Regions from separate parts of the Mus musculus genome. Here all the other regions are linked to region 3. A link is a contact called in public HiChIP or PLAC-seq and promoter capture Hi-C data. All regions are on one chromosome and are shown on one strand. The core of a region is the stretch at or near the end of the contact, and the rest is flanking DNA. Distances in the headings are between cores, read along the strand shown.

What was found. Promoter capture Hi-C pulls out the DNA fragments that hold promoters and counts their contacts. HiChIP or PLAC-seq counts read pairs in DNA pulled down with a chosen protein or histone mark. Capture Hi-C pulls out chosen DNA fragments and counts their contacts.
Region 1: a promoter capture Hi-C map of liver shows a contact between it and region 3, with 2.4 times the contacts expected there. The contact joins the promoter of 2310011J03Rik here to the promoter of Lmnb2 in region 3. A contact is called at or near these places in 4 of 39 promoter capture datasets (erythroid cells, liver and neural stem cells), 2 of 115 datasets of contacts at active chromatin or transcription factors (bone marrow-derived macrophages and pancreatic cancer cells) and 3 of 9 other capture datasets (adipose tissue, liver and pancreatic islet).
Region 2: a promoter capture Hi-C map of neutrophils shows a contact between it and region 3, with 4 times the contacts expected there. The contact joins the promoter of Abca7 here to the promoter of Lmnb2 in region 3. A contact is called at or near these places in 7 of 39 promoter capture datasets (the SN4741 cell line, cranial neural crest, fetal liver and 3 more), 2 of 115 datasets of contacts at active chromatin or transcription factors (bone marrow-derived macrophages and pancreatic cancer cells) and 2 of 9 other capture datasets (adipose tissue and liver).
Region 4: a contact with region 3 is called in a promoter capture Hi-C map of neutrophils, with 2.7 times the contacts expected there. The contact joins the promoter of Mex3d here to the promoter of Lmnb2 in region 3. A contact is called at or near these places in 8 of 39 promoter capture datasets (cranial neural crest, embryonic stem cells, hematopoietic stem and progenitor cells and 4 more), 3 of 115 datasets of contacts at active chromatin or transcription factors (bone marrow-derived macrophages, embryonic stem cells and pancreatic cancer cells) and 2 of 9 other capture datasets (adipose tissue and liver).
Region 5: a promoter capture Hi-C map of liver shows a contact between it and region 3, with 3 times the contacts expected there. The contact joins the enhancer-like site here to the promoter of Lmnb2 in region 3. A contact is called at or near these places in 4 of 39 promoter capture datasets (liver, neutrophils and pre-B cells) and 1 of 115 datasets of contacts at active chromatin or transcription factors (bone marrow-derived macrophages).
Region 6: an HNF4G HiChIP or PLAC-seq map of pancreatic cancer cells shows a contact between it and region 3. The contact joins the promoter of Sbno2 here to the promoter of Lmnb2 in region 3. A contact is called at or near these places in 2 of 115 datasets of contacts at active chromatin or transcription factors (bone marrow-derived macrophages and pancreatic cancer cells).

Annotation. Positions count from the first base shown.
Region 1 is chr10:80,318,379-80,323,406 of GRCm38.p6, reverse strand. 2310011J03Rik (RIKEN cDNA 2310011J03 gene) reads left to right here and starts at 2,859. Exons shown (of 2, transcript NM_025521.3): 1 at 2,859-3,224; 2 at 3,860-5,028. The coding sequence starts at 3,095. The coding sequence ends at 4,059. Pcsk4 (proprotein convertase subtilisin/kexin type 4) reads left to right here. Exons shown (of 15, transcript NM_008793.2): 12 at 232-417; 13 at 559-683; 14 at 1,198-1,326; 15 at 1,456-2,124. The coding sequence ends at 1,601.
Region 2 is chr10:79,993,440-79,998,029 of GRCm38.p6, reverse strand. Abca7 (ATP-binding cassette, sub-family A (ABC1), member 7) reads right to left here and starts at 1,536. Exons shown (of 47, transcript NM_001347081.2): 1 at 1,442-1,536; 2 at 350-422; 3 at 168-261; 4 at 1-16. The coding sequence starts at 415. Cnn2 (calponin 2) reads right to left here. Exons shown (of 7, transcript NM_007725.2): 6 at 4,456-4,590; 7 at 2,630-3,679. The coding sequence ends at 3,416.
Region 3 is chr10:80,916,888-80,921,412 of GRCm38.p6, reverse strand. Lmnb2 (lamin B2) reads left to right here and starts at 3,168. Exons shown (of 12, transcript NM_010722.5): 1 at 3,168-3,449. The coding sequence starts at 3,195.
Region 4 is chr10:80,385,208-80,389,703 of GRCm38.p6, reverse strand. It overlaps Mex3d (mex3 RNA binding family member D), which reads left to right and starts at 2,053. Exons shown (of 2, transcript NM_198615.2): 1 at 2,053-3,043. The coding sequence starts at 2,284. It overlaps Gm30823 (a long non-coding RNA gene), which reads right to left and starts at 1,944. Exons shown (of 3, transcript XR_380610.3): 1 at 1,807-1,944.
Region 5 is chr10:80,127,649-80,132,171 of GRCm38.p6, reverse strand. It overlaps Stk11 (serine/threonine kinase 11), which reads right to left. Exons shown (of 10, transcript NM_011492.5): 8 at 4,072-4,268; 9 at 2,061-2,267; 10 at 1,493-1,916. The coding sequence ends at 2,074. Cbarp (calcium channel, voltage-dependent, beta subunit associated regulatory protein) reads left to right here. Exons shown (of 9, transcript NM_001195268.1): 9 at 1-1,738. The coding sequence ends at 884. Among named protein-coding and RNA genes, the nearest start is that of Cbarp, 7.5 kb to the left of the region's middle. Within about 2 kb of position 2,196, at least 5 of the 459 cell types and tissues checked have an H3K27ac peak or open chromatin away from gene starts, as enhancers often do. A contact at or near this core is called in liver, where this site is marked.
Region 6 is chr10:80,100,780-80,105,652 of GRCm38.p6, reverse strand. It overlaps Sbno2 (strawberry notch 2), which reads left to right and starts at 2,951. Exons shown (of 32, transcript NM_183426.2): 1 at 2,951-3,043.

The DNA of each region.
Region 1 (5,028 bases), core at 1,610-4,109, 600 kb after region 3:
CCTACGCGGGCGATTCTGTCCAGGTCTCCACCTTGCGCTTTGTTGTAGCTCCCCCTTCTCCACTACCTCCCCATCCTAGTCCAAGGTAGGCAGAATGCCCCGAAACCTCAGTTTACCCATCCGAGGAAAGAGTGCCCTCAGGCCCTTAGACACTGCCCGCCCCCCCCCAAACCCGCCTCTGGGCTCTACCTGGCCCGCAGCAGACCCACAGGACCGCCCTCACCCCACCAGCCCCATCCTGCCTCGGATGCTGGTGCCGAAGAACGTGACCGCGTGCTCAGATGGCTCGCGCCGCCGCCTCATCCGCTCGCTCGAGCACGTGCAGGTCCAGCTTTCGCTCTCCTACAGCCGCCGCGGGGACCTGGAGATCTTCCTCACCAGCCCCATGGGCACGCGCTCCACGCTCGTGGCCATCAGGTGTGAGACATCTCAAAGGGTCCTGAGAGCCAGCGGTGCCCTCCCTAGCCTTCCCAGATGGGACCCTATCTGGGTGGGACTCAGAAGACTTGTGTGAGACGCCACGAGCCCTGTCTCTCCTGTGCCACCCACTGGCCACAGACCGTTGGATATCAGCGGCCAAGGCTACAACAACTGGATCTTCATGTCCACTCACTACTGGGATGAGGACCCGCAGGGCCTGTGGACCCTGGGCCTGGAGAATAAGGGCTACTATTTTAACACAGGTGAGAGAATTGGCTGTGGCTGTGGGCTGCGAGCTTTGGAGCTGGGGACCCTGCCTTGGTTGACCCTCAGCCATAGAGGATCCTAGGGGTTTTCTTGGAGAAACCATGCCTTTCTAGTACACAGTAGACGGGCAATAGTAGGTGTACAGCTATGGGGGGAGTGTGAGGGAGTGAGGAGAATCTGACCTGTGGGGAAAGTGAGGGTTTGTAAATTAGGTTTAAGGTAACTTAAAGGAGCGGGGCACTCTGAGCACAGTGGCACACAGTAGGTGCAGTCACCTAAGAGAAGTGGGTCTGGCCACTGGCACACAGTAGATGTGTAGCAACTGTGGGGATGGTCTGACCAGTGCAAACCAGGTGCCACCTACCTGGGAGATGTGAGGTGGTGTGGCCACTAGCACATAGTAGGTACAGTTGCTACGGGGCCCTGCTTGGGAGACAGTGAGGCTGGCTACAGAGCCCGGCAGGCCAATGACAGGTGTCCCCCTTGGTGCCCACTGCGACCCCCGCCCAGGAACTCTGTACTACTACACCCTGCTGCTGTATGGGACGGCCGAGGACATGACAGCACGGCCCCAGGCCCCCCAGGTGACCAGCCGCGCGCGCGCATGTGTGCAGAGGGACACAGAGGGGCTGTGCCAGGGTGAGTGGCCGCAGCGCATGGTCACTTGTTGGGTGAGGAGGCGCAGCGGCCCGGAATGGGCAGGTGGGCACCGGCTGCACCCACCAGCTGCAGCCTCACTCCTTCTGTTTCCATGTTGTCCCTATGCAGAAAGTCACAGTCCCCTCTCCATCCTGGCAGGACTCTGCCTCATCTCCAGCCAGCAGTGGTGGTGGCTCTACAGCCACCCACAGCAGCCAGTGACCGAAGGACAGGCCAGCTGTCACCCTCCTGTTACACCTGCTGCAGCAGCCTGAGCAGCGACTACACTGCCTGTCCCCTGTCCCTTGTGTTGGGAGAGCTCCAGAGCCCCTCCAAGGCTTGCCACCTCTGGTGGCCCCCCAGCTACCAGTCTTGGGCCATGGTGCTGGCTCTGCTGGCCAGGGCCTTTGGGAGGCCCCTCGGCTTGAGGAAGGCCCACCTGCCCCAGGCTAGATACCCCAGTGCCCAAAACCATGCATGCACAGATCCCTGGAGGCTGGAGAGCCAGAGATGCCTGGCTGTCAGGACAGAAGGCCGGTACCCCAAGGTCCTGCTCTCAGGCTGGAAGAGAAGCCTGCCCCAGAAGGCCAGGGCAGAGCAGCTGCATGGGTCAGGTGACAGCCCACCGCTCAGCCTCAGCTGCTCCCAGTGGAAGAGATGTGTCCTTACTCATTTTGGAGCAGGTACAGTGGGCAAGAGGTCAGACCACAGCCACCAATCATCTGCCCCTTCCCTGTCTCCAAGCCATCCATAGCCCCATGTCTAACCTCATAGTTGCCAAATAAAAGTTAAACAGAAGATGTCGAGTTTATGGTGTCCTTGAGGGTAGGGTGGGCCCCTGGAGGAATAAGGACCCACAGAGGAAGACTGCTCTGAGCCCAGATCTGCCAAGTGCTGAATTACCATACAGCCATGAACAGGAAGCTAGCTCGCTCCCCCATCCCCCACTGGTTTTTTTTTTTTTTTTTTTTTTTTTTTGGTTTTTCGAGACAGGATTTCTCTGTTTAGCCCTGGCTGTCCTGGAACTCACTTTGTAGACCAGGCTGGCCTCAAAAATCTACCTGCCTCTGCCTCCCGAGTGCTGGGATTAAAGGCGTGCGCCACCACTGCCCGGCTTTCCCACTGCTCTTTTGAGACAGGGTCTCACTGTGTAGTCCTGGCTGTTCTGGGATTCCCCATATTGACCAAGATGATCTTGAACTCACAGAGGTCTGCCTGCCTCTGCCTCACAGTACTGAGATTAAAGTACTGAGTTAAAGGTCTACCACAAGGAAGCAAAGCCTGTGGCTAGGTTCCATCCAGCATTTATTGAGCGCCCACTGTGTACCTGGCAATGGTTGTACACTGATTACTCTCGAAATCACGTTCACCCCTTTCCTCCCACCACACGCGGTGAAGGAGGGCAGAGTTCCTTCTGATCTTACTGGATAGCAACTAGGAGCATCTAGGCTTAGGGCTCTTTAAGACGGGGGAGGGGTTTCGCGAGGCGTGGCGCTGGAGTGGACCGGAAGTGCCGGAACGTAGTGGCGTTCAAGCAGGAAGCGGAAGCGGTGGCGGCCGCCTAGGTTCTTGGAACGAAGATAGGCAGCGGGGTGTTCCAAGAGCAAACTGGCGCGGAGATCGAGCCAAACTCCGAGGTTCCGGGAGGAGGGAAAGCGAGACGGGGTAGGGACCTCGGCGCAGGTCTGTAAGGGGTGCGTAGGAGTTCGCGAGGTGGGCGGGCCGAGCCGAAAGTGGACCCCCAGTTAGCGCGCGCTCCACCTACAAGATGAACTCCAAGGCGAAGAAACGCGTGGTACTGCCCACTCGCCCCGCGCCTCCCACGGTGGAGCAGATCCTGGAGGACGTGCGAGGGGCACCCGCTCAAGATCCTGTTTTCACTGCCCTGGCCCCGGAAGGTAGGAGAACGTGAGACTCCCGAGTGGGGAGCAAACCGACTGCAGGGACGAATCTTTTTTGTCCCTGCCCTTCTCTTCCCCTGCAAAGAAAGATCATCAGAAATAAAATTGAAAGTGCTCCGAACTCTTGGGAGGCAGAGGCAGGCGGATTTTTGAGTTCGAGGCCAGCCTGGTCTACAGACTGAGTTCCAGGACAGCCAGGGCTACACAGAGAAACCTTGTCTCGAAAAACAAAAACAAAAAAAAGTTGAAAGTGCTGCCAACCCGGGTCTAGGGCAAGAGGATTGCTGTGAGTTCAAGACCTTGTCTCAGAGGGGCGTGGCCAGCTGCTCCTACAAATTAATGGGGGGCCAGAGTACTTGCAGGGGCCATATCTGCGACTCCTGGCCTAGGATCCAGGAATCCAGGCAGTCCTGGGTAGAACGGCAGGCCAGGGTGGCTGGAGGTGTCCTGTCCTCTCCATGACACCAAAACCTGAAACTGAGTCTTGTTTTCTAGTGCCTAATAGGCCTATATAGCCCAGGCTGGCCTCGAACTCACCATGTAGCCAAGGATGACCTTGAACCACTGATCCTCTTGCCTCTGGGTTGGTGGATGTCAGGCCTGGGGATGGTGACACTGTTTCTTCTCTTCAGACCCCCCAGACCCATCCCCAAGGGCTGAGGACTCTGAGATCCAGCAGGAGCAGATCTACCAACAGAGCCGGGCCTACGTGGCTATGAATGAGAGGCTGCGGCAGGCGGGGGAAGCTCTGAGACAGAAGTTCGATGGCCTTCGGCAAGCTGGTCAGCGGCTGGAACAGGATATCAGCCAGGTGACTTCAGCCACCTCCTAGAGCCGAAGTTACACCTGATGTCCTTGGTCCAGGCCTGGGCACCTAGCAACCAGAGGCTCTGGGTCAACATTTGCTGTCCCAACCCTGGCCCGGGGAGACCCAGTGGCCCACCTTGCCAGCTAGCAGCTTTGTTCCCTCTTCCATCCTTAATGGCCTCTAATTCATGATGGGACTTAGGGACATGGCCACCTCCTCATTATGGGGACACTGGCCTAAATTGCATCAAGGACTTGATTGCAGGTCGGGGCTCAAAGCCAGTCTGCCCCATAGTGACCGGTGTGCTCTTCTGTCCCATGTCACCCTGGGCAGTGAAGGTCTTCATCCCCAGCATCCACAGCAGGCCAGCCACTGGCATCTTGGTTGAGAGAATGGGCTAGCTGCACGCTTCATAGAGCCTGGCTCAGGCCCTCTAGGGCTACACTGCCTTCTCAGTTCTCCCTGGGGCCGGGGAGACTCATCAAGGGAGTTTCCATTCTGGGGAGCCCAGGGGTCCAAGAGGAACTCAAAGGCCAGGTCCCTGTGTGTGGTGAATGTTGCCCCTTCTGGATCTGGGGTTTAGTTTGCCTTCTTGCAGAAGACCCACCACTCTTGGGGTGGCTGGACTTTAGTTCTGGAAGATTAAAGATGTTTGATGCCTGAACACAGTTCTCCCTTAAGCCAGGCTAGATCACTGGGTACCCAAGCCCCCTGCCACCCCTTGGCAGCTCAGGCGCTAGCTACCACACCTGCCTCCTTGGGTCCCAAGCTGGCTGGAACTGTTTTGTCAGAAGTGGCCTTAGCTTGTGGCTACATCATTCCTGACACTCCACATTCCTGGCGGTCACGGGGTCCAACTTGCCCTGACCAGTGCAGCTTGGACTCCTGGTCCCCACCTCCACCATGACACCTCCACCACAAATGACCAGTGGCTGATGGCCAGGTACAGCTTGGCTGAACCTCAGTCAACCTCGGCTCCAGCATGTGGGGATG
Region 2 (4,590 bases), core at 287-2,786, 920 kb after region 3:
TTGTTTGGAAAGTGGCCTGGAGCGGGGAGACATCTGCTCATAGTCGCCCTCACTTCTATTATCAGCTCATTAAATGATATGGCCACCCGCCACACCCAGCTCAGACCCCAGCGCCAAGCAGGGCGGGAGAGGCTTGTCACTGTCCCACCACACACACAGCGGCTCACATTCGTGATGCTCCAGAGGGGGGTGGGAGTGACGGACAGCCACTAGGATGAAGAAGAGGAAGAGGGGCCAAAGCAACTCCACTAGTAGTTGGATCTGGGGAGAGAATGGGTAGGAGACTTTGGGGGGCCGTGATGGACACCTGCCATCGCCCCCCCCCCGACCTGCAAACCCCGGGCGTTACCGGTTGTCTCCGTCGATAGGTGTAATTTTTCCACAGCAGAAGCATCAGCTGTGTGCCTAAGGCCATGATGACTCTGGACCGGAAACAGCGGAGAGGACAGGACAAAGAAAAGGCTGAGAGTGAGCTGTGTGGCTCCAGACAAATGTCTGCGGGTCTCTGATCCTCATCCTTCCGAACATCGGGCTGAGCCTCAATAAATCTCCCGCAAAGAGCCCGGCAAACAAGGCACCATAGAAAGAAATTCACTAGGGAAGTGACCAATGGGAACCCGGCGCGCAGCCGTCCTCGTAGCTGATTGGCTGGAAGGGCTATCGATGAAGGCTGGGGTCTGGAAGACCCTGTTTGCATTCTTAGGGGGCGGAGCTTGGGTTTAAAGCTTGGGGCTTGGGGCTCGGGGCTCCACGGTCAGCCTCATACCAGACCGGGGTCTCGGTTCCGTTCGCCCCAGGTGGCCCCCGGTGAGACCCGGAGTCTGTGTCATTTGCAGCTGGCCTTCTATTTTTTAAGAGATGGGAACTGAGGCTCAAAAAGGGGCAAAGTCACGCTCCCAAGGAAACCAGAGAAGAAGGAGGGCCCGCCCTCCGGAGTCAAAAGGAGGGTACAGAAGACCGCCGGCTAGGAGGAGTCAGGGACAGGCTCCTTGAGCACGCCATTCCTGATTTCGTTATTTTATTTCCCCCCGGAACTGTATGCCTGTGGCCTGCTTCATGATACCGATAGGGAAACTGAGGCTGACAGAGAGGGAAATTGCCAAAGTTTAACCATCTACATGGAAATTGGCGGCTTCCACTCGGGGACTTTTTTCTTTCATAAAGTGAAATTTGAGATCTGGGGGGTGGGGGGTGACAGGCCTCATTTGGAAAGTGGGACACTGGAGGTGTAGGTTGGCAGAGGTCCCTCGAGGTGACCAGATGACCGCTGTGAGGATCGGTGGTCCATTTTTCCCACACTCCCCGGAAGGATAAGGAAGGGCAAGGGAGAGTAGGCACCTGGAACCCCAAATTATCAGGGAACGTGGCTCAGCCCACCCTCACCCCACAGCATCCCCAGATCTCCAGGCTCCACCTTCCACCCTCTCGGGGATTTTCTCACCGTTCTGAGGCCCCCAAACTCCATCCACTTTCGCTCCTCTCGGCCTCGGCGGGGGAGCGCGGCCCCTTTAAGTGGAGCCCCGCTCAATTGCGGACGACGCCCTTCGCAACCCGGTGCCCTAAGGAGCACCCAGCCCCGCCCCCTAACGCTACTATTGGATATTGCACCTGCTACTCAGGCGACTTTGCCATTGGAGGAGGCGGGACCACAGCCCGCCTCTCCGAGCCGGGTTTCTTAAAGGGACAACAGGATTCCTGCTGCATCAGTTTGGCTTCACTGGGACACGACAAAGAGGGGGACAACGGGTCACCTGTGAGTTCACATCTTGAAATGGCAGCTCCCCACAGCAAGACATTCCTGTCTCCTCTCCCCAAGGACTCCTTTTTAAAAATACTTTTTAATTTTGAGAGTGGCTCACACTGCTGTGGTAGGCCTGGAAATCACTGCTTAGACCAGGCTGGTCTCACAGAGATCCGCCTGCCTCTGCCTCCTGAGTGCTGGGATTAAAGGCGTGTGCCACCACAAGTAACCTTTGTTTTTAAATTTAATTAATTTGCTTATTAGGGTAGGACACATGCATGCATGGCATATCTGTGGAGGTCAGAGGACCATTTCCTGGAGTCTATTCTTGCCTACCATGATGTGGGACCTCAGGCAAAGACCAAGTTTAGGTCGGAAGGTTTGCACAAGGTCTTTGTATCCTGTGCCATCTCCTGCCACCAGCCAGAATTGTACCACAGCCTCTGTGAGCTCATCTCCAAAGTAGAGCTTCAAGGACCTGCACATTCATTTTAGCAACATCCTCTGGTCTAGACAATTTCAGAATCAGGTGGCAGCCCAATATCCTAAGATTAGAATCAATAGTTGCCTGGATTGTAGGCAAGATTCTCAGATGTCTCCTACTCTGGAAAAAAAAAACTGGTTTATTTCACAAAGCATAGAGGGAGATGGGTGTAGATCACCCTGGCAAGCGTGAGTTAGGGGGCCTTAGAAGTTGGGGTTTTGCAGATGCATAGGAGTTCGAAGGAAGCTGGTGAGGGAGACTCAGCCTCTTTCTCCACCCTAGCCCCGATCTATCTCACATCATTCATTCAACTGTGTCTGTTTCTCGCCTTCTCCCTAACTTTTGTGCAGGGCTTGCACCTTGCTTCTAGACAGCGCCCCCTCCATCACGGCCAAACTCAGGAATGTACTTTACTCTTAGAAACAGAGGTTTTTATTGTTTTTGTTTTTGTTTTGTTTTTGTTTTTTTTTTTGTTTTTTTGGTCCACACAGGGAATTTCACATTTTCTGGCAGTGCAGGGGCCCGTGTGGGTCATGTGTGGCCCCTTCCGAGGCCCAGACTCTAGCACACCTAATCAGGGCCTGCACAGGGGCAGGGAAGCCTTCAAACACCAGAGGAGTGAGGGAGGGCTGCAGGCGTTGGGGTCACATCTGGCTTGCCTCAGTTTCCCCACGGGGCACAGGAGGGTGAAGTCTGAGAGTCGTGGGAAAGCAAACTTAGTCCCTCAGAATGCCTGCAGTATTTTAAAGCCTAGTGTACTCCAATACTTTTGAGGCAAAACCCCCACAAAACCCCTTGTTTTCTTTCATTGAAACTGCCTGTAATTTCCCCGGGTTCACAAACCACAAACTGATGTGAAAGAGATGAAGAAACAGGAAGCCCATTGGGGCCAGCCTCTCCCACAGCCCACTGGGAAACGCACAGCCTCACTGTCCCACCAAGGACACCCATGTCCCCTGTCTGGTGGGTCAATCCTGGGAAGGAAGCGAGGCATGGTGGGTGAGGAAGGAGCATAGATAGCACAGATCTGTCATCCCAGCCCTTAGGAAGCTGAGGCAGGAGGATTGCAGTGAGTTCCAGGCCAGAGAGAGATACAAAGAGATGACCAGTTTCCAAACACAAAACACAATGAAAACCCCAAAGCCCACACAGGGCTGCTGATGCAGTGGGGGAGCTGGCATGCTGGGTGCTCAGTAGCCAGCTTCCTCCTGGCAGTAGGCCAGGTACTCTGGGGCCTCGCCTTGGCCGTCACCCGCAGGAGCCCCGTCAGCTGCAGAGCCCTGTGGGCAATACTTGGGATCGTAGATCTGCCGCCCCAGTCCGAAGACCTGACCGCTCTGGTTGGCGCCCTGCGTGTAGCCCATCTGCAGGGACATGGAAGAGTTGTCGCACTTGTCGGTGCCCAGCTTGGTGTCATAGATGTGCCTCCGGGTCCCTGGAGCTGTCATGCCCACCTGGAGACAGGGGAGAAGGTAAGTGGGGCTCAGAAGAAGAGCAGCTAATCCCCTCAGTGTACTCCCTGTAACTCTCTACAGGGCTTCCAAAGCTTAGACTAAACCCTTTTGTTTCTTTAAGGCTTGATCTTGGACTAGAGAGATGGCTCCGTGGTTAAGAGCACTGACTGCTCTTCCAGAGGTCCTGAGTTCAATTCCCAGCAACCACATGGTGGCTGACAACCATCTGTAATGGGATCTGATGCCCTCTTCTGGTGTGCCTAAAGACAGCTGCAGTGTACGTATATAAATAAAAATAAATAAATCTTAAAAAAAAAAAGACTTAGTCTCATGTAGCACAGGCTAGCCTCAAACTCATTCTGCAGTTGAGGATGGCTCTGGACTCCTGCTCCTCTGCTACTTTCTGAGGATGACAAGCTCATGCCCAGTTTATGCCGTGCTGAGTCAGGAGAGCTGCCAAGAGCTCCAGGCTACCCTTGGCTACATAGTCAGGCCCTGGCTCAAACCCAGCCTCTGCACAAAAACAAAAGGAAATACAACTTTTTGTCCCAAAGCACCAACCTCCCACTATCTCCTTCTGAGGTCCCCAAAACCTCAGTGACACACCCATTCAACTTAACAAAAAGGTTAGAGTATCAGGTGGGGTTATGCACAGAGTACGGCTGTCACTTCTGTAAGCATGCACAGTGAGGAAGAACCAGAGTTGAGGCTGAGGTGGGGGGTCACAGCCGGGGTGCCAGGGTGCAGGGGCACAGGGGCGCCGGGGCAGGACCCACCTGGCTGGCACACTTGTTGGTGCCCATCTGGAGGCTGATGGTGCAGTGGTCCATGGGAGGCAGGATATGGTTCTTGGGGTCATAGAGATGTCTCCTGGTACCATAGGCTGTCATGCCAGACTGGCTGGCACACTT
Region 3 (4,525 bases), core at 1,919-4,418:
GGTGATGGGATTGGGAGCCTTTGCGAATATGTGCAGGGCAGTGTGAATCAGATAGGGAAAAGAAAAATGTTTGCATTTGCGGAGGTGGAACTGAGGACCTACCTCTCTTTAGGTAGGTAAGTGCTCATCCTTTGAGGCATGATCCCAGACCCTCACTGGGGAACTCTAAGGGGCTGTGCCCTTGACCATGCCTGCAGACTGGGGGATTCTAGGTAGGGGATCCTGAGTCATGCCCTCTGCCCATCTTTCCAGTTTTTACACTAATAGCTCTAATTATAAGAAAATGGAAGGTCTGGTGAGATGGCTCAGTGGTTAAGAGCACTGGCTGTTCTTCCAGAGGTCATGAGTTCAATTCTCAGCAACCACATGGTGGCTCACAACCATCAATAGGGGGATCTGATGCCCTCTTAAAGCAGGCGGATGTATATGCAGCAGAGCACTCATACATTGAATAAAGTTTAAAAAAAAAAAAAGAAAATGGAAGGGGCTGGCGAGATGGCTCAGCAGGTAAAAGCACTGACTACTTCTTCTGAAGGTCCTGAGTTCAAATCCCAGCAACCACATGGTGGCTCACAACCACGTGTAATAAGATCTGACACCTTCTGAAGACAGCTACAGTGTACTTATTTATAATAATAAATAAATCTTTGGGCTGGAACTAGCAGGGCCTGAGCCGGTGGGGTTGATCAGAGTGAGCTAGTGGGGCTGACAGGAGGGAACAGAGGTCCTAAAAATTCAATTCTCAACAACTACAGGAAGGCTACAACCATCTATAGAGCTACAGTGTACTCATATACATAAAATACTCATCTTTTTTTAAAAAGACAGAAAGAAAATGGGTAACAGTGTCAGATCCTTTGACACAATGTAGCTTTAGGAAAGACAAATGCTAACCGTAGTGAGTCATTCTTACCTTTCCAGGATGACAGGTCAGGTGTTGTCTAGGGGACAGTAAGTCTGTCTGTATAGATTTAGTGTTATGATATGTGCGGGGAGAAGGCTATTCTGCAAGGAGTGGGTGTGGCACTGGGGAGCAGTCCTCTCCCAGTCATAAAAATTGACTCTCCCAGGTACCTGTTAACATCAAGTTAGAGAAAGGTGGTCCATAGTCTGGCCCTTGACACTTGACACATTGTGGGAGCCAAGCTCTGTTTATTATCCTCCTCTCCCCATTCTGCCCCCTCATGTGTGCGCACATGTCACGGTATTCATGTGAGGGGCTGAGGATCTTTGGCTTCCTATCCCCCTTCCTGTGTACTGTGGTCTAGCTGTCCCCGGACTTTCCTGTCTCTGCTCCCCGTCTCCCCACAGGAGTGCTGACATTACATGCAGGTGCTCTACCACATCCAGCTTCATGTTGGCCTATGTGATTTGGATTGGGTGGGTCTTCTTGCTTGCCCAGGTCTCCATTTTGTTTGTTTGTTTTCTGAGACAGAGCCTCATATAGCCCATATTCCCTCACACCCTTTGTCTTAGTTAGGGTTTTACTGCTGTGAACAGACACCATGACCAAGGCAACTCTTTTTTTTTTTTTTTATCTTACGTATGTGAATATACTGTTGCAGTCTTCAGACACACCAGAAGGGAGTATTGGATCCCATTACAGATGGTAGTGAGCCACCATGTGGTTGCTGGGATTTGAACTCAGGACCTCCGAGTTAAGAGCAGTCAGTGCTCTTAACCACCGAGCCATCTCTCCAGCCCCAAGTCAACTCTTATAAGGACATTTAATTGGGTCTGGCTTACAGATTCAGAGGTTCAGTCCATTATCATTAAGGCAGGAAGCATGGCACCGTCCAGGCAGGCATGGTGCAGGCAGAGCTGAGAGTTCTACATCTTCATCTGAAGGCTGCTAGTGGAAGACTGACTTCGAGGTAGCTAGGGTGAGGGTCTTAGCCCACACCCTCAGTGCCACACCTGCTCCAGCAGGGCCACACCTTCTAATAGTGCCACACACTGGGCCGAGCATATACAAACCATCACACCCTCTGTGTCACGGAGGTTGCCCTTGAGTTCCTGATTCTCTTACCTCCATCTGCCTGGTGCTGAGGTGAGAGCAGGGGGCTCATCCACGGTGCTGGGATAGAAGCCAGGACCTCAGTCAGGCAAACACTCTACACATTGACTCACATTGGTAGCCCTGTGTTTCTGCTATGTTATCCTCAAACTCACCATCCTCCTGCCAGTGCTGGGAAGACAGTAGTGGACATTTGCCTTGTGGCGGCTCTTTTAAAAATTACATTTGTTTACTATGTTCCTGTGTGTGGACACTTTAGCAGAACTTGGCTACTTTGTGGGTTCTTCTTTCTTCCACCCTTTTCTACCCTCTTTCCATCCTTTCAACCCTTAACACTAGATAGGAGGGGGGAAAGGACAGAGAGAAGAGGGGGTGACATTATTGTTAGGCTATTTCCTGTTGATTGGGGGCATTGAGTTCCTTGGAGCAAGTTTGATTTTGCTGTCAGGCTATCTAATTTCTTCTTGTTGTTGTTTCTTCTTTGCACACGACTAGTTAACAAACCGTTACCAACAGAGACCAACCAAAGCCCGTCTTGGGGCCATAACATTTGTATATCTTCTGAAAAGTGTCCATAATTCCTAAGGTCACAATCGCAGAAACTATGTGCAACTGACAAAACCGTGCCTCTGCTAGAGCACGAAGCAAATCATAGTCAGCTGCTGCAGACTATCTGAAGCAGCCCCATATGTGACACCTCTAATTAAAACAAAAACACAAACTCACATATTTCTGTGTTTTTCGAAGAACCCAATTGGAGTCCAGGAGACAATTGTGTGCATTGCTTGTCTTCTCGTATGTAGGGTTCAGCGATCCAAATTCGACCATCAGTTTTGGCAGCAGGTGCCTTTCTACCCTCTGAGGCATCTCACCCACCCTTGCTGTCTTTTTGTTCGATTTGTTCTGCATTTGTTTAATTTATTAATTGATTTCTGTGTGTGCGCTTATGTGGCTTCATGTGTGCATCTGTACACATGTAGAAATCAGAACGCCTCCTCCACCCGCAATCAGGGTAACTGCCAAACCCCGGGTTTTACTGGAAAGCTGGAAACTACATCTCCTGGCATGCCTCGCAAGCTGCCCTGTGGACTACGGCTCCCTGCGTGCTCCGCGCCAAGGAGACTACAAATTCCGGCGCGCTGCGGGCGGCGGCGCCATCTTCCGCGGCGCGGATTGAATGAGCGCGCCGCATTCGGGCAACCGAGGTGATTCTCCCGCCGCCGCCACCTCCGCCATGGCGTCTCTGCCGCCCCACGCGGGGCCCGCCACGCCGCTGTCGCCCACGCGTCTGTCTCGGCTGCAGGAGAAGGAGGAGCTCCGTGAGCTCAACGACCGCCTGGCACACTACATCGACCGTGTCCGCGCGCTGGAGCTGGAGAATGATAGGTTGCTGCTCCGGATCTCCGAGAAGGAGGAGGTGACCACTCGCGAGGTACGTGGGTCGGCACCGGGGACGCGGGGAGCTTGATCCTGGTGATAGGTGAAATGAGCGGAGTCCTGCCCACCCGGGATCCCGGAGACGGTGCATAGAACTAGCTAAGCCCAGCCCACAGGGGACCCGGGGGCTGGTGCACAGCTAGCTGAGTCTTGTTCACTGGGGACTCTGGGGCTGGAATATAAGGGCTAAATACTGCCTACCGGGGACCTCAGTACAGATGCATAACGCTGAAGCCCAGTCCACCGGGGACCCCCAGGGGCAGATGCCGACAGCTAAGTTTTGCTCACCAGGACACCCCAGGGTTGGGTGATAGGCCTGAGCCCTGCCCACCATAGACCCCAGGGACGATTGCAGAGCGCTGAGCGCCGCCCAAGGGGAGGGGAGACACATCTCTTACAGGTGCAAACCGCTAAGCCCCACCCACTGGGGGGACCAGGAACTGGTGCAGGCAGGTAAGTCCCGCCTACCAAAAACCCTAACACAGGTTAAAGTCTGGACGGGGAAGGGGACTAGTGCAGATGGGTCCAAATCCCTCCCATGGGAGGGACTTTAGGGACAAGTGACAGGTGTAAACAATGTTAGTCCCCGCCCCCGAAGCCCCACCCACCCGGGCGCTCTTGAGACAGGTGCTGATGAAGCTAACCTGTGCTCACATGGGGACCCTAAAGGAGACGTGTAGACTGAGGTAAAACTTCAATAAAGCCGGGTCCTAAGGACCTAAGCTTAGCTGAGTGGGATCAGGATGGCTTGTGTGTGTGTGTGTGTGTGTGTGTGTGTGTGTGTGTGTGTGTATGGGTGTGTGTGTGTGTGTGTGGGTGTGTGTGTATGGGTGTGTGTGTGTATGGGTGTGTGTGTGTATGGGTGTGTGTGTATGTGTTTGTGCATGTGGAAGCCAGAGGTCACCTTTGGGTGTTTCCCTCAGTGGTGGCGCACGCTTTTAATCCCAGCACTTGGGAGGCAGAGGCAGGTGGATTTCTGAGTTCGAGGCCAGCATGGTCTACAGAGTGAGTTCCAGGACAGCCAGGGCTACACAGAGAAACCCTGTCTCAAGGACCTTGGGGGACACTTCA
Region 4 (4,496 bases), core at 804-3,303, 530 kb after region 3:
TCTTTCCGAATCTTGGAAGGCTACTTGAGGTGCCTCTGGTGCTCAGCTTCACACCCCCTCCTCTCTCCCCTCCCTCCTGGTCCACAGCTTCACATCTGAGTGTCTCTGCCCTCCATCTCTGCTCACAGCCAGTAGTTCAAACTCTGGCTGGGTGGGCAGAAGTGACCCGCTTGACTGCGTGCAGCCCAGGTTAGCCTCTGGCTTTGAATACCTGCCAAGGCTGCTGAAGTTTCTGCCAAGTCAAGGACAAGGACTGTAGCTGGGGCCCAGGGAATGGCTAGACATAGATGTTAGGAAGAGGAGTCAGTACTTCCTTTTTTTTTTTTTTCCTTTTCTCCCCGCCCTCCTGAAGCAAGGTTTCTCTTCATAGTCTTGTCTGTACTGGAATTCCCTGTGTAGACAAGGCTAGCCCCAAACTCACAGAGAAACTGCCTGTCTGCCTCCCAAGTCCTGTGCCACTAGCATCCAGCTTTGATTTAACAATAATCTAAGTATAATAATAATAGTAATTATTATTAAACTGGCTCTTAATTCACAGCCCTGGCTGACCTGGAACTTCCTGAGTAAACTAGGATGGCTTGGGACTTAGAGGTGTGAGCCATGGTACCCTACTGGCTCTTGACCTTTTATTAGGGTCAAGGTGGCTTCTGGGCAGAAGAACTAACACACTGGGGGTGTGAGGACACTCTGTGTTCCAACCTGCACTTGTGTTCATGATGGTTGTAAAAGTGACAGGAAGGCATGGATTGGGGGAGGGGCACTGTTGTGGCTAAGAACGCTGCAGAATGGAGCGGCCTCTGCCCCAGACCCTGGGACACAACTGACCTGAGGTTGCAGTCAGCTGTAGGCAAGGACCCAGACAAGGTCCATCCTGTTCCCTGTTCATGAGAAATCTCAACAGGAACTCTGAGGTATATGCAACAGCTGGGGACAGTATGGCCCTGGAGGTAGGCAGAGCCTGTGGAAGAGGCTGCCTTCCTCAGAGCCCAGCATCTCCAGTGAGGGTCGTCTCAAATGATTATGGGCAGTGTCTGCTGGGAAGCGATTCACCCCACAAGTTCTAAGTGCTTATGTCTAAGTTTGGGTGTACACAACCCCCTCCACCCCCAAGGATGAGCTGTTGGGAAAGGCTTGACTTGGGGAAAGGGACCTCTGGCTGCCCAGACACCATGCCAGGAAGGACGTGACTCGGGGAATGGGTCCCCAAGTCATTAAATGTGCTTGGGATAGAGGCGCCGTCGTCAGGAGGAGGACAGAACCAGCTGGAAGAACACAGCACAGGAGCTGGCGCCACCCTGTTACTCAGAGTGGGTTCCATGACTGAGGGTGAGGTGGGGGACCAGAGTCAGTGTGGTACCCTAAACTAGAGAGTCCCCAGGTGCACATAGGTAGAAATCCCCGGCTTCTGGAGGGCAAGGACAGCCTGGGGCAAGCCAGGTACTAGAGAATATTGCCTTTACGATGTAGTCACAGTGTAGGGGCTGATGTGAAAGAAAACACCGTGTGGCTGCGAGGTGATCCCTGCCAGAGGGTCCCCAAGGTCTCCAGGCACACGGGGAGGATTTCCCTGCTCTCGAAGAGCGAGGACTGACTAGAGAAGAAAGACACAGGAGGGGGACTCCACACTTTTGAGCACAGAGATGATTTTGTGGGATCGGGGAAGGGGAAACACAGTGTGGCCGCCAAGTGATCCCTGATAGAGGTCCCGAAGGTCCCCTGGCGGGCACTGGGAGGAGGCCGGGGAAGCCAGGGGTGATGGCGAGGGCTCCTGGAGCACACGACCCTCCCCATATCCCCGGGACGCACCAAGGTGGCTCAGAACTGCGGGCTCCGCCGACCCACCTGTGGCGCCTCCCGCACGTGCGGGCGGGCCAGGGGGAGGGGGAGAGGGAGGAGGAAGGGGAGGGTCCGCACCCTGGGCGGGGGCGGGGCAAACACGTGACTGCCGGCCCGGCCCGCGCGTGCGCAGCGGCGTTGCCCATTGTTGGCCGCGGTGACGTCGCGGGGCGGGGCCGGGGCGGGGCGGCGGGAGGGCGGAGGGAGGGAGGGCACGAGCGTCCCGTGCCACCGCCGCCGCCGCCGCCGCCGCCGCCGCCGCCTCGGCCGCCCAGGAGCCGCCGCCAGCCCTGCCACAGCGCCACCGCCCCGCAGCCCCGCGTCCCCGCAGCATCCCCGCGCCGCCGTCCCCGCCCCGCCGCTGGATGCCGGCGGCCGGCGGCCGAGCTCGCAGACGCGGAGGGCGGCGCGGGCGGCGGCGGCGGCGCGGGCCCGAGCGCTAAAGCCATGCCGGGCTCCACCGGGCAGCCCGACGCGGGCGGCGCGGGAACCGGGACCACCGCCGGCGACCCCGGGCATCCGCACCCTGCACTCGCGGGAGCCGAGGATGCCGCGCCCCGGCCGCCACCCGAGCCCGACGACGCGGCCGCTGCGCTGCGCCTGGCGCTGGACCAGCTGTCCGCGCTCGGGCTGGGGGGCGCGCGCCCCGGAGATGAAGGGATGGCGACACGCAGCGCGGACGGGGCGACAGAATGCGGAGAGGATGAGCCCGCGCCCCCCGACGAGCTCGAGGTGGCCGTGGCGCCCCCGGTGACTGGTGCGCCCTCGATGGGCGTGGGACCCTCGATGGCCCTGGCACCCTCGGTGACTTGTGCACCCTCGATGGCCCTGGCACCCTCGGTGACCAGTGCACCCTCGATGGCCCTGGCACCCTCGGTGACTTGTGCACCCTGCATGGCTGTGGCACCCTCGGTGACGGTGGCACCCTCAATGGCACTGACACCCTCGGTGACCCTGGCACCCACGATGGCCGTGGCTTCTTCGGTGGCCCCCGGCGGGCTGCCTCTTTTGGACCCCGACGTGAGCCCCCGGCCATCACCCCCAGACGTGTTCGCCAGCTTCGCGCCACACCCGGCTGCCCTGGGTCCCTCGACGCTGCTGGCTGAGCAGTTGAACGTGATCGGGAGTCGCAAGAAAAGCGTGAACATGACCGAGTGTGTGCCGGTGCCCAGCTCGGAGCATGTCGCGGAGATCGTGGGTCGTCAGGGTGAGTGGCTGCCGTCGAGGAGTGCAGGGGCGCGCTTATTCTCCTGGATAAATATTGAGGGGGGCACGTATGTATTGGTGGGAGGAAGGGACAAGCTGTGGCCCGTTCTAGCCCAGGGTGAATGTGACCAGGAGACCCCAGGGACACGCCCCGTGTGGAATCTAGGCCTCGGTGGATTTCTTGGCGCCTTTGTTCAAAGCTGCCGGCTGCTGCAGAAGTTGGGCACTGCCCAAGCTGTGGCCACAACCGCGGCCTTTGTCTGGGTTCCTAGGGACAACCACAGTCCATGTGCCATAGCTGGGGGACACCTTAGGACATAGGCCCCTTAGAAGCAGCTAGGGCTGCCCCCCACCCACCCACAGATAGGCATGGGGCGGGGCCAGCTTAGACTTGCTAGCCCAGGGAGGGTGCCCGGAGGGCAGGATTGAAGTATAGTAGTTTAGATAGAAGGTGCCTCTCTTAGCTCTCTAGCTTGGAGGTCCGGACTAGGTGCTGTCCTCTGAGAAAATGACTATAGCCCCCAGCGAACCCTGAGCTTGAGAATCTGGCATTTATAGGAGGGTCTCCTGGCTGTAGAAGCTCTCCATGGGGTTCACCCCGCCCATCTTGACAGGCTGACCCCCAGCGGTCCCAGGGTATAGGGATCTAATCTACCCAGACATGGGGGTCCCTGCGGCAGCACTGTGGAGCTGGGGAGTGTCTCTGTTGGCCGCCCCATTGTTCTCTTTGTTCGAAAGCCAGGCTGAGATTCGCACAGTGACATCAGGCCAGCCGTTGCTCATTGGCCCTTGAGCTGCTGGGGCGGGCAGGACTGTGGTGGGCAGTGCCCGGCCCTTCACACACCCACAAGCCTGGATAGTGATGACCCCCAACTTTCCCCTTCCCTCCTCACCACAGCAGCCCACTCCTCATATCCCAGCTAAGATCGGGGATCAGCCTAAGAACTTTAGGGTGGGGCTCAGGCATCCCTGGACCCTCAGGAATGGAGGAGGATGTGAGTGGTTTGAATTGCAAAGGTGACTGCCATCCTCCAACAAGCAAAGGCCACCCGTGGCCACTTCCCGAGTTCCAGGAGTATCCCCTGCTCTTCTGTCATTTATCCGTTCCATGCCTACCGAGAATGGGCGGTGCTGGGCCTAGGGGCCCTCGAGGGTGGGGACAGTCATCTGTGAGCCAGCTGTCCCTTTGTGTAGGCTCAATGCCACCTTGGGCTGGCTTCCCGCCCAATGCCATCCCCTGTAACTGTACTGGGACCAGTTTTCCAGACCTGTTCAGAGTCTGTGTGGCCAAATGAAGAAGTCAAGGATTATCATCTTTTGTCTCAAAGTCACCTGCTGCCTGCTGCCTCTTTCTGGAGGCGGAGCCCACCACAGTTCCATGTAAATGTATAGCTTAGCACTCTTTGGAGAATCAAGTCCAGGGGCGTCGGGCTCAGTCCCAGTCTGCTGTGTTA
Region 5 (4,523 bases), core at 947-3,446, 790 kb after region 3:
CGCAGCAGCAGGACCCGCAGCAAGAGCAGGACGCCGAGCATGCACAGTGCAGCTACCGTGACCTGTGGAGCCTTCGTGCTTCGCTCGAGCTCCATGCAGCCACTGCATCGGACCACAGCAGCAGCGGCAATGACCGCGACTCAGTGCGCAGCGGCGATAGCTCGGGCTCGGGTTCCGGAGGTGGAGGGGCAGCACCCGCCTTCCCACCCCCTCCGGAGTCTCCACCTGCTTTGAGGCCTAAGGACGGCGAAGCCCGCCGCCTGCTACAGATGGACAGTGGCTATGCGAGCATCGAGGGGCGCGGAGCAGGCGACGAAGTTTCAGAACTTCCTGCTCCAGCCCGCAGTCCTCCCCGCAGCCCGCGAGCCTGGCCACGCAGGCCGCGCCGCGATTACAGCATCGACGAGAAGACGGACGCTCTTTTCCATGAGTTCCTGCGCCATGACCCTCATTTTGACGATGCACCGCGTCACCGCACACGTGCACATCCTCACACTCATGCGCGGAAGCAATGGCAACAGAGAGGACGGCAGCACAGCGACCCCGGTGGTGCACGTGCAGCCACGCCCCCTGGAGTGGCCCGCCCTACACGTGCGCCATTACGCCGTGGGGACAGCGTTGATTGTCCTCCTGAAGGCCGTGCGCTGCCCATCACGGGTGATGACCCATCCATTCCTGTCATCGAGGAGGAGCCTGGCGGTGGAGGCGGTGGTTGCCCAGGCTCTGGGTTGTGCGTTGAGCCCGCCGGGGCCCTGCTAGACAAGCTAGCAGCCAGCCTCGACGAGAGACTCTTCTCTCCCCGTCTTGCTGAGCCAGTTGCCTCATCCCAGGTGCTGATTGTCGCTGCTGCTGCCCCTACATCCCCTGACCACAGCCCGGCCTAAGCTCTGTACTGGACCTGCCTCTCTGCTGCTTCTCCGGCAGCACATGGGGCTGCTGTGGGAATGGTGGCAACAGCGGGAGCAACCTGAGGTGGCCGTGCATGGGTACACGGCCCCCAAATCCCAAGTGTGCACATATAGTGTCCCCTGGGCACTTAGCGCAGTGGCCTCCGGAAGCAAGAGGCTCCAGGACCCAGGCTCAACTGCAGGGAGGATGACGAGACTGGACTCTCCGGTCCATATATGGTTGACCCCAGCACCCAGCCTCTGGCCACAGATGCTGGTGGAGCAGGTTCTGAGGTGCATGTGCAGCCTCCCTCCAGGATCAGCTGACCCTCCACTCGTGAGCACTGGCAGGCAGTAACACTGCCTGCCACTGTGTGAGCGAACCTACTGGAGGTGAAGTGACTGTGGGGCACTGAGGATCAGAGAGGAGCTCGCCGCCCCATATTCTGAGTTGATTTACCCTGTCCATGGTATGCGCTCTACCTTTCCTCTCTGAGCAATAACCGACCGCGCCTGCTCTCTGCATGTGCACAGGCTCCCCGTCTCATTCCTCCCCGAGAGCCTTGGGCTTTGGACACAACGGACAGAACAGCCCAGGTGGCAGCTTCAAGTTTCCCAAGCTTTATTTATTGCCAAAAGATAGGGCAGACTCGCTGTGAGTGCCTGCCCACTCCCTGCCCTGCGCCCTCTGTGGTTGGTCGTGTTGTCTGGTTAATCATAAATGTCTCTGCATATTTGTTTGCTCTGGGTTTTCTCTGCAGGCCACCCTGTGCCCCGCCTGCTCCATATTTCCAAACACCCTCATAGCCATAGCTCAAATCCACCTGTTTTATTAAAAAAAAAGAAACCAACCCAAAGACAGCGAGGCTCGCAGGGCGGCATGCAGGCAAGGCCGGCCAGTGGTCTCGACATAAAGTGCTTCTGGGGCAGCAGGTCCGCCCTCGGCTCCAACGTCCCGAAGTGAGTGGACAGGCAGGCCTGGAAAACCCAGCCTTGCAGGGACACCTGCCCAGAGATCCTGATGACACACTGTTGGTAGAATGGGTGGTCACTTAGTACCACCTCAACCACCAGACCTTCCCCCTTGCAGCACTGCCCTACGGGAAGGAGCTAGGAGCCCAGCAGACACCCACTGTGAACACCAGGGATGGCTGGACCCAGGCCCATGCCCACCTGTAGGCCTCAGTCACTGCTGCTTGCAGGCCGAGAGCCGGCGGATCTTGTTGCTGGAGCACACCTTGCGCGCAGGGTTGGCGGTGCCAGGTCGGCCTTCTGGCTTCACCTTGCTGCTGAGCTGGGGCTCTGTGCCATTCACACAAACAGCCTTGGGCAAACTGTGGCTCTGTCCATTCTGACCCACTTCCTCTTCCAGGACCTGTCCTACGGGAAGATGGCAAGCATAGCTTGAGCCAAGGGGCAGGTAGCTCAAAGCCCCAGGGCCCAGCCAGCCCCAACTGTGACAGAGGCTGGTCGGAGGTGCTCTAGCCTCTGGTGCCACCCACCCCTCAGTAGCTCCAAAGGCAAGCAGGCCCACTGCCTTCACAGTGCTATGCCCTGGCCCTCCTGCAGCATGCCCACGCTCACCTGCCTGTCTAGCCTGGGCAGCCCAGCACCAGCTCACAGAGCTCTCCAAGGGAGAGGCTCTAGACCCTCAGTACAGGCACAAGGAGATGAAGCATTCGGCCTGGGAGCTACTAGCTGCGATGAGCACCGGGAAGGAGATCATCCAGCTGAGGGCTGCAGACCAGCTTGCTCTGTTGGCCTGCCCTCGCAGTGGGACAAAAGATGGCCTCTCCTGAAGCTTCCCAGGCTCCAGAGGTCAGTGTCTACATGTAACTCCACAGTCCAGTGCTTGGCAATGCGGCTGTGGAACCCAGCACACAGCCCACTGCCCACGCTCCTGGATCCAGAATTTCTCTCCCAAACCCTCTGACTTGGCCACACTAGCAGCACCCACTCTGGCTCACTCTGCATGGGACTGAGGCTTGAGGTCAGGTGGACTCTGAGAAAGCATCTGTCCCCTCCTCCACACAAGGCACTGAGTAGAAAGCCCCTGTCCTGTTGCTGCAGAGTCCGACCCTCATGCCAAGTACAGAGGGATCAGGCTATCCTCAGAGCACGGTCACTTCACTCTGTGCAACACTACCCCATTTGACAAATGGGCTCCATGGCCAACCAGTGTCCCCAGACCCTTGCCTTCCTTCAAACCACAGCAGCCTTAAGGGTCCCTCATGCAACCAGCACCTAAGTACATCTTCTCCCCAGCAGAGAAACCAGCTCTCAGCCAGGAGCCCAGCCTGTGGGACAGTCTAGACAAGGGCTCCACGTGACAGAGTAGAAGACACTATTCCCACATAGGGATGCTTTAAACCTTAGAAAGGGCTGTGGCCAAGGCCCATACTGGACATCAGGTGTATACCTGTCCTTGTGGATTCCACCTGGCACCCAGCGGGCACTGCTATTAGAACTCTCAATTGCTACAGGAGACACAGTAGCCCAAGGTCCTTACCCTCCCACCAAAGCTATTTGAAAGGCCAGGAGCTAAGTGGGACTGGCATGCAGGCCACAGGAACAAAGGCCCCAAGAGCCCCTGGCTGGTGGCCACCCTGGCACTGAGGACCTAGCTCAGGCCTTGGACCCAGGCATGTTCTCTGAAACCCTGGTGGGGAGCCTGTCAGGGTAGTGACAGGAGGGAAGTCGCGGCAAGCATCCACCTGCAGACACAGTGGACAAAGCTTTATGGAGGACATGGGTGGGGCAGCAGACAGGGAGCTACACTAAAGCCCCAAACCCCTCCTCGGGCTCCTCTCCAGGAAGGCCTGCGCCCTGGCTCTTCCACATGCATGTGTCGCATGCATCCTCGCTAAGCCCTGCCTCGGCCGCCTCCTCGACACCTGGGGAAGAAGGCGATATAAGGTCAGGCATGGCCAGGACCGAGGGCCACTGGACCCTCCCTCAGGTGGCTGTCTCAGGGCCCCTACCCACTGCCCTCCAGGGTTCCCCTCCTCCTGCTAGATGCAGCCAGGGAGCCCTTCATCTAGCCCAGAGTGAAATGCCACAGCCACCAGGATGGCTTTGGCAGTCCTGGTGGCTCATGTTAGCTGGCTGGAGACTTGGGAAGGGGACCAGCCCCAGAGTGCACAAAGTCACCAGCTCCAGTAGGAGCTGCGCCAAGCCAGCTTACCAGGCACTGTGAAGTCCTGGGTGTAGATAATGCCGTCCTCAATGTCAAACAAGTCTTCCTCCTCCTCCTCCTCCGCACGGCCATGCAGGTCCTCCAGGTAGGGCACTACAGTCATACTGCGCCAGCGGTCCTTAGTGTCTGGGCTTGGTGGGATAGGTACGAGCGCCTCAGCCAGAGGGTGTTTCTTCCGGAACCAGCTAAAGAAGGCCAAGTGCAGCACAGACATCAGGTGCCAGGCACTGTGACCACGGCTGGCCAATACCCACCAAAGCCCACACCATGGCTGTCCTTACATAAGACGAGGCCTTAGTGCTCCGGCTACAGGCTTGAGGTAGCCTAACACCCATAGCACTGGCACAAACCACCACCCACTGATGACAGCCACAGCGCCTTGGACTAGGGTGGGCAATCAGGTCCCTGCACCTATAGTCCCACCCGCCTTGAACACGGAT
Region 6 (4,873 bases), core at 1,702-4,201, 820 kb after region 3:
TGGGAACACCGGGACTTTCCAGATTGTAGGGAAACAGGAAGTGAATCCCTAGGTCCAGGCCTGCATGGCCAGGCTGGTGCACCTGCCTGATGGCTGGGAACCTGGACGGAAGCTAGCTGGCTGCTGGTAGGGCAGGGCGGGAGGTGGGCAGATCTCAATAGGGGAGCTGGGGCTGGGGCTGCTCCAGTCTGAGAAGCTGAGGGCTCCAGAAGTTCCTTAGCACTCCCTGGCAGGGCTTTCTATCCTTTGAAACAATGACATGGGCTGTGCAGAGCTGTTCAGTGCTGGTACTTTCCTATTTAGCCTAAGGTGCTGGGCTTCATCCCTCCCTATGTATCTGACCCCCCCACCCCCATATCAAATCGTAAAGCTAAAACTAGGCTGGGGCTCTGAAGGTGGACTACCCAGCATGCAGCGGGCCCTGGGTTCCATCCCCAACACCACATAAACCAGACATAGTGGCACATGCCTGTCACCCCAGCACATGCCTGTCACCCCCAGCACATGCCTGTCATCCCCAAAACTTGGAAAGTGGGGATCAGGAGTTCAAGGTTATTGTGTTTTGTTTTGTTTTGTTTTGTTTTGTTTTGTTTTGTTTTGTTTTCGAGACAGGGTTTCTCTGTGTAGCCCTGGCTGCTGGCTGTCCTAGAACTCACTCTGTAGACCAGGCTGGCCTGGAACTCAGAAATCCGCCTGCCTCTGCCTCCCAAGTGCTGGGATTACAGGAATGTGCCACCACCGACCCGGTTCAAGGTCATTATTGGCTACATTTTTGAGTTTGGGGTTGGCCTGAGTTCATGAAACTGTTCTCAAAACAAACGAAGCCACAGTTTGTCAGTGTGGTCAGTGGAACAACCTAGCATGTAGCTCCTTAGTTTAAAGGCTCAGAGGAGTAAAGTGCCTTTCCTGGGGTCACACAACAAGCCCATGCTGCTGCATCTTTAAAACTGGGCCATGTCCAGGCATGGGGCACACGCCTTTAATCCCAGCACTTGGGAGGCAGAAGCAGGCAGACTTCTGAGTTCGAGCCAGCCTGGTCTACAGAGTGAGTTCCAGGACAGCCAGGGCTACAAGGAAACCCTGTCTCAAAAACAAACAAACAAACAAACAAACAAAAACCTGGGCCATGGACTTAGAGCCAGGTCCCTGTTGCTTTCTGAGGCTGACTCCTGTGTTTCCTTGGAAATCCCCAAATCTGACTAATTCCCTAGCCATCCCCAGCTTGGCAGATTCCTTCGGGCTGACAGGGCTAGATACACCCTGGGCTGGGCAAACTGCCCCCATTTGAGGCAAGATTATCCACTGTGACTTCATGGCTTCCCGTGCTGGACGTGTGGCAGAGGTCACTTCCATGCCTTTCCTTAGGTGACCTGGGACTAATTTCAGGATAGTCCTCTGCCTCCATTTCTTCCCCTGGGGAATGCAGGTGACACATATCTCAGAGGACTAAGGTGAGAGGGAACTGGATTCTTGGGTGTGGGACTCAAGCCTCCTAGTGGGTCTCACACTTCCAAACTCTTTATTCTGTGTGTGCGCGTGGGGGGTGTATGTGTTTGTGTACAGTGTGTGTGCGCGCGCATGCACGTGTGTGTGTGTGTGTGTGTGTGTGTGTGTGTGTGTGTGTGTGTAGGTCAGAAGTTAACCTTCAAAGTTACTCCTCAGGTACCACCTGTATTGCTCCCTGAGACTTGGTCCCTCCTGGACCTGGAATGTGCCCACCAGGCTAGGAACCCTCCTGCCTCTGCTTCTGCAGCACCGGGATGATCATCTGAACCCCTGCCACCACACCTGGGCTTGGGGATAGAGCTCAGGTCCTTAGCACTTTACCCCAAGCTGGCTGCCCAATCCACTATACCAGGCTTTTTTATTGTTGTTTGGTTTTCAAGACACTGCTTCTCTGTGTAGCCCTGGTTCGCTTTGAATTCACTGAGATGGCCTGTTTCTGCCTGCCCAGTGCTGAGATTAAGTTAAAGGAGTGTGCCACCACTGCCCGGCTATACCAGGCTTTTAAACAGCTTTTCTTTTTATCTAGATTGTCTTTCCTTTTGGTCTCTGTGAAAAACTCCTGATTAAACTTAAAATCCAAGTTTCTATAGCCTTACTGCTTAAGATCTCCAGTGGTATCCTTAACTTTATGCAGAGACTCCTGCCTGGGTCTCCTTCCCTGAGGACAGATAGTCCTGATTTCCTGCCCCTTAGACAGGGGTTTTTTGGGGGCACAATAAAGAGCCAGGTTCTCATCTGGGATGGTGGCACATGCCTTTAATTTCAACACTTGGGAGGCAGAGGAAGGAAGATCTCTGAGTCCAAGGCCACGCTGGTATACAGAGGGAGTTCCAGGACAGCCAGCTACATGGAGATAAAACAGCATCCATACAGTTCATTTACTTATGGGCAAATCTAATCTCAGGGTTGCAGGACACAGGCTTCTGAATGGTGGTGCCTCTGGGCCTGAATTCATGATACCCAGCTGGGAAGGGGATGGTGACTGAACTGGCTTTAGCCCCACTGAGGCCATTGCCCTAGGTCTGGACTGAGAAGGGAGACACGTGAATTAGATCTATAGTGGGTTTTAGAGATTGGACCAGGCATGATGGTTTATGCTTTTAAGATCAGCACTTGTAGAGTTCTGGTGGATCTTTGTGAGTTCTAGGCCAGACAAGGCCACATAGTGAGACTGTCTAAAAAGAAAAGAAAATAGGGCTTTTAGATAGTTCTAAGGGAGCGGAGGATGGCAAGGGTGTGAGAGGTTGGTGGGGTCTGATGTTGCAAGTGTGCCAGGGCATGTGCAAAGCCCTGAAGGGGAAACTGAGGAACGATCTACAGCCCAGCAAGGTCAGGCAGGGGACAGAGAAGGGGTCCAGCTCCCTCAAGTAGCAAGAACTGCCCGGCCCCAAGAGGCCCCGCCCCTAAGGCCGCGCCCCTTCGCAGAAGCGGAAGTGCGCGCCGCCGGCAACATGGCGCCCAGAACCCGGAAGTGAGCGGCGGCCGCTGAGAGGCTCCGGGAAACCGAGGCGTCGCGGGCTCAGCGATCAGGTCTGAGGTGAGGCGCCGGCCCGAGACGCCACTGTGACCCTTTCGCGATCCCCACGCGACTCGTGCGGCCAGGCTCTGGTTCCGGGCTTCTCGCGGCCGTTCCTTGGCTGCAGGGTGGGAGCGGACGCGGAGGAGGGTGCCGCACCGCGCGCGACCTCTGACCCTCCCCGCGACCCCCCTGACCCCGCCCCCAGTCACGACCCCTGTGCGCCCCATCTCTCTCTGTGAGGCGAGACCCCACGTTCCGCGTGGACCTCAGTCTCGGTCTTGCCCCAATAGTCCTGACCCCACGTCCGGCTGCGACCCCTGCCCCTGCCCCAGCCGGTGAGCCTCTTGGCTGAACTCCCCCATCTCCGGGGACCTCTCTCTCACTCCTGCTTTGACCCAGCTCCCAGGGAACCCCGACTCCTATTGCGACCTCCATTGTCCGTCTTTGACACTGACCCCAGTTTCCTATGACCCCCACCCCCCCACCCCCTTTCCTTTTGGCTGACCCGGATTCCCGCCTCTGGTGGTGAGAACTTCCTTCCCTGAAAATCTTGTCCACAGCCTGTCACTCCTGGCCTTGACTCTGGTATTGGGTCTTTGGAGGTACCCCTCATTCTTTTCGGCACCTTGATTCCCATACAATCTACTTTGAACCTTGACCCTAACAGACCACCACCCTCCCATCTACAGTTGAACCTTAACCTCACCTTGGGACCCCTGTTCTCCCAGTGAACCTTAACCTCATGCCAGGGACCCCGTCCTCCTAGACCCAGGACCTTCCCTCTCCTGAGACTCAGGTTGCACCCCGGGAACCTTCTCCCGCAACTCCTGCCCTTGACCCTGGTCCTGGGAGGGAACCCCAACCCCCACCTTGTGCCATGATCATTTGACCCCAGGCTCAGTCATGACCCCCTAACCTTTCTTTTCTGTTGTTTTCTATCAACTCCTGTTCAGTGTCCTTTTTGACCCCTTTCTTTTTCTTGTGGTCTTTGACCCTGGTGCTCCGTGAGGTATTTTTGTCCCTTCCTACCCAACTTGGTGTCTTTAGCGTTGAGGGTTCTCAGGACCCCTGGCTATCAAGGAGTCTCCTTACTGGGTTTCCTGGGTGGATGCCCAGACCTGGCCCCACCATTGGTCCCAGCCACGTCTCTCAAGTCTCCTCTTCTGGTTTGGGTTGGGGGAGTGTGTAGTAGAGAGTGACTTTGAAACCACATCACCAGGGAGCTAAGTGGGGGAGAGTGGGTGCCACCACCCTAGGTACTAGAGATGCACTAGAGGGACACAGCTGAACTAGCCTGGTGGTGAGGGAGGGATCTCAGGGTGTCTCCTCAGATGTCATGATTAACGCTCTGAAAAGTTAAAAAAAAAAAAAAAAGGCATGAGTGTGTCAAGTGTCTGGGCCATCCCCCGGCTCTGCTTCCCGGAATGCCTGTGAGTCCCTGAGTCCCGCCCGCTCGGGAGCGGCTGCCTTCCTGCCTTGGCTGTCTGGTGCGGGCCACTGAACCCTGTGATTGGGGAGTGACGGGGAGCCTGGCCTTGGGGGTGGCACGACTGCTGGTGAGTTTTCCAATGTGGTAAAGGGCCCCGAGGTACTAAGCTGAGCTGGGACCCCAGTGAACAGGTTAGATGAGGCATTGCCTGGAACCTGGCCTGGTTGGGACTGGCTCTGTTGTGTGGGACTGGGGACATTTGAAGGAACAAGGGGCATAACCTGGTGCCTCCCTCCCTGCAATCAGCCGTGCTAGGGACCTGATCCAATAGCAATCAATGGCTGGACTCTGTATCTGGGAGGCCTGGCTAGCTGAACCCCCAACTTCTCTTGGCCCCTCTCTACAGCCCTTGGGCCCAG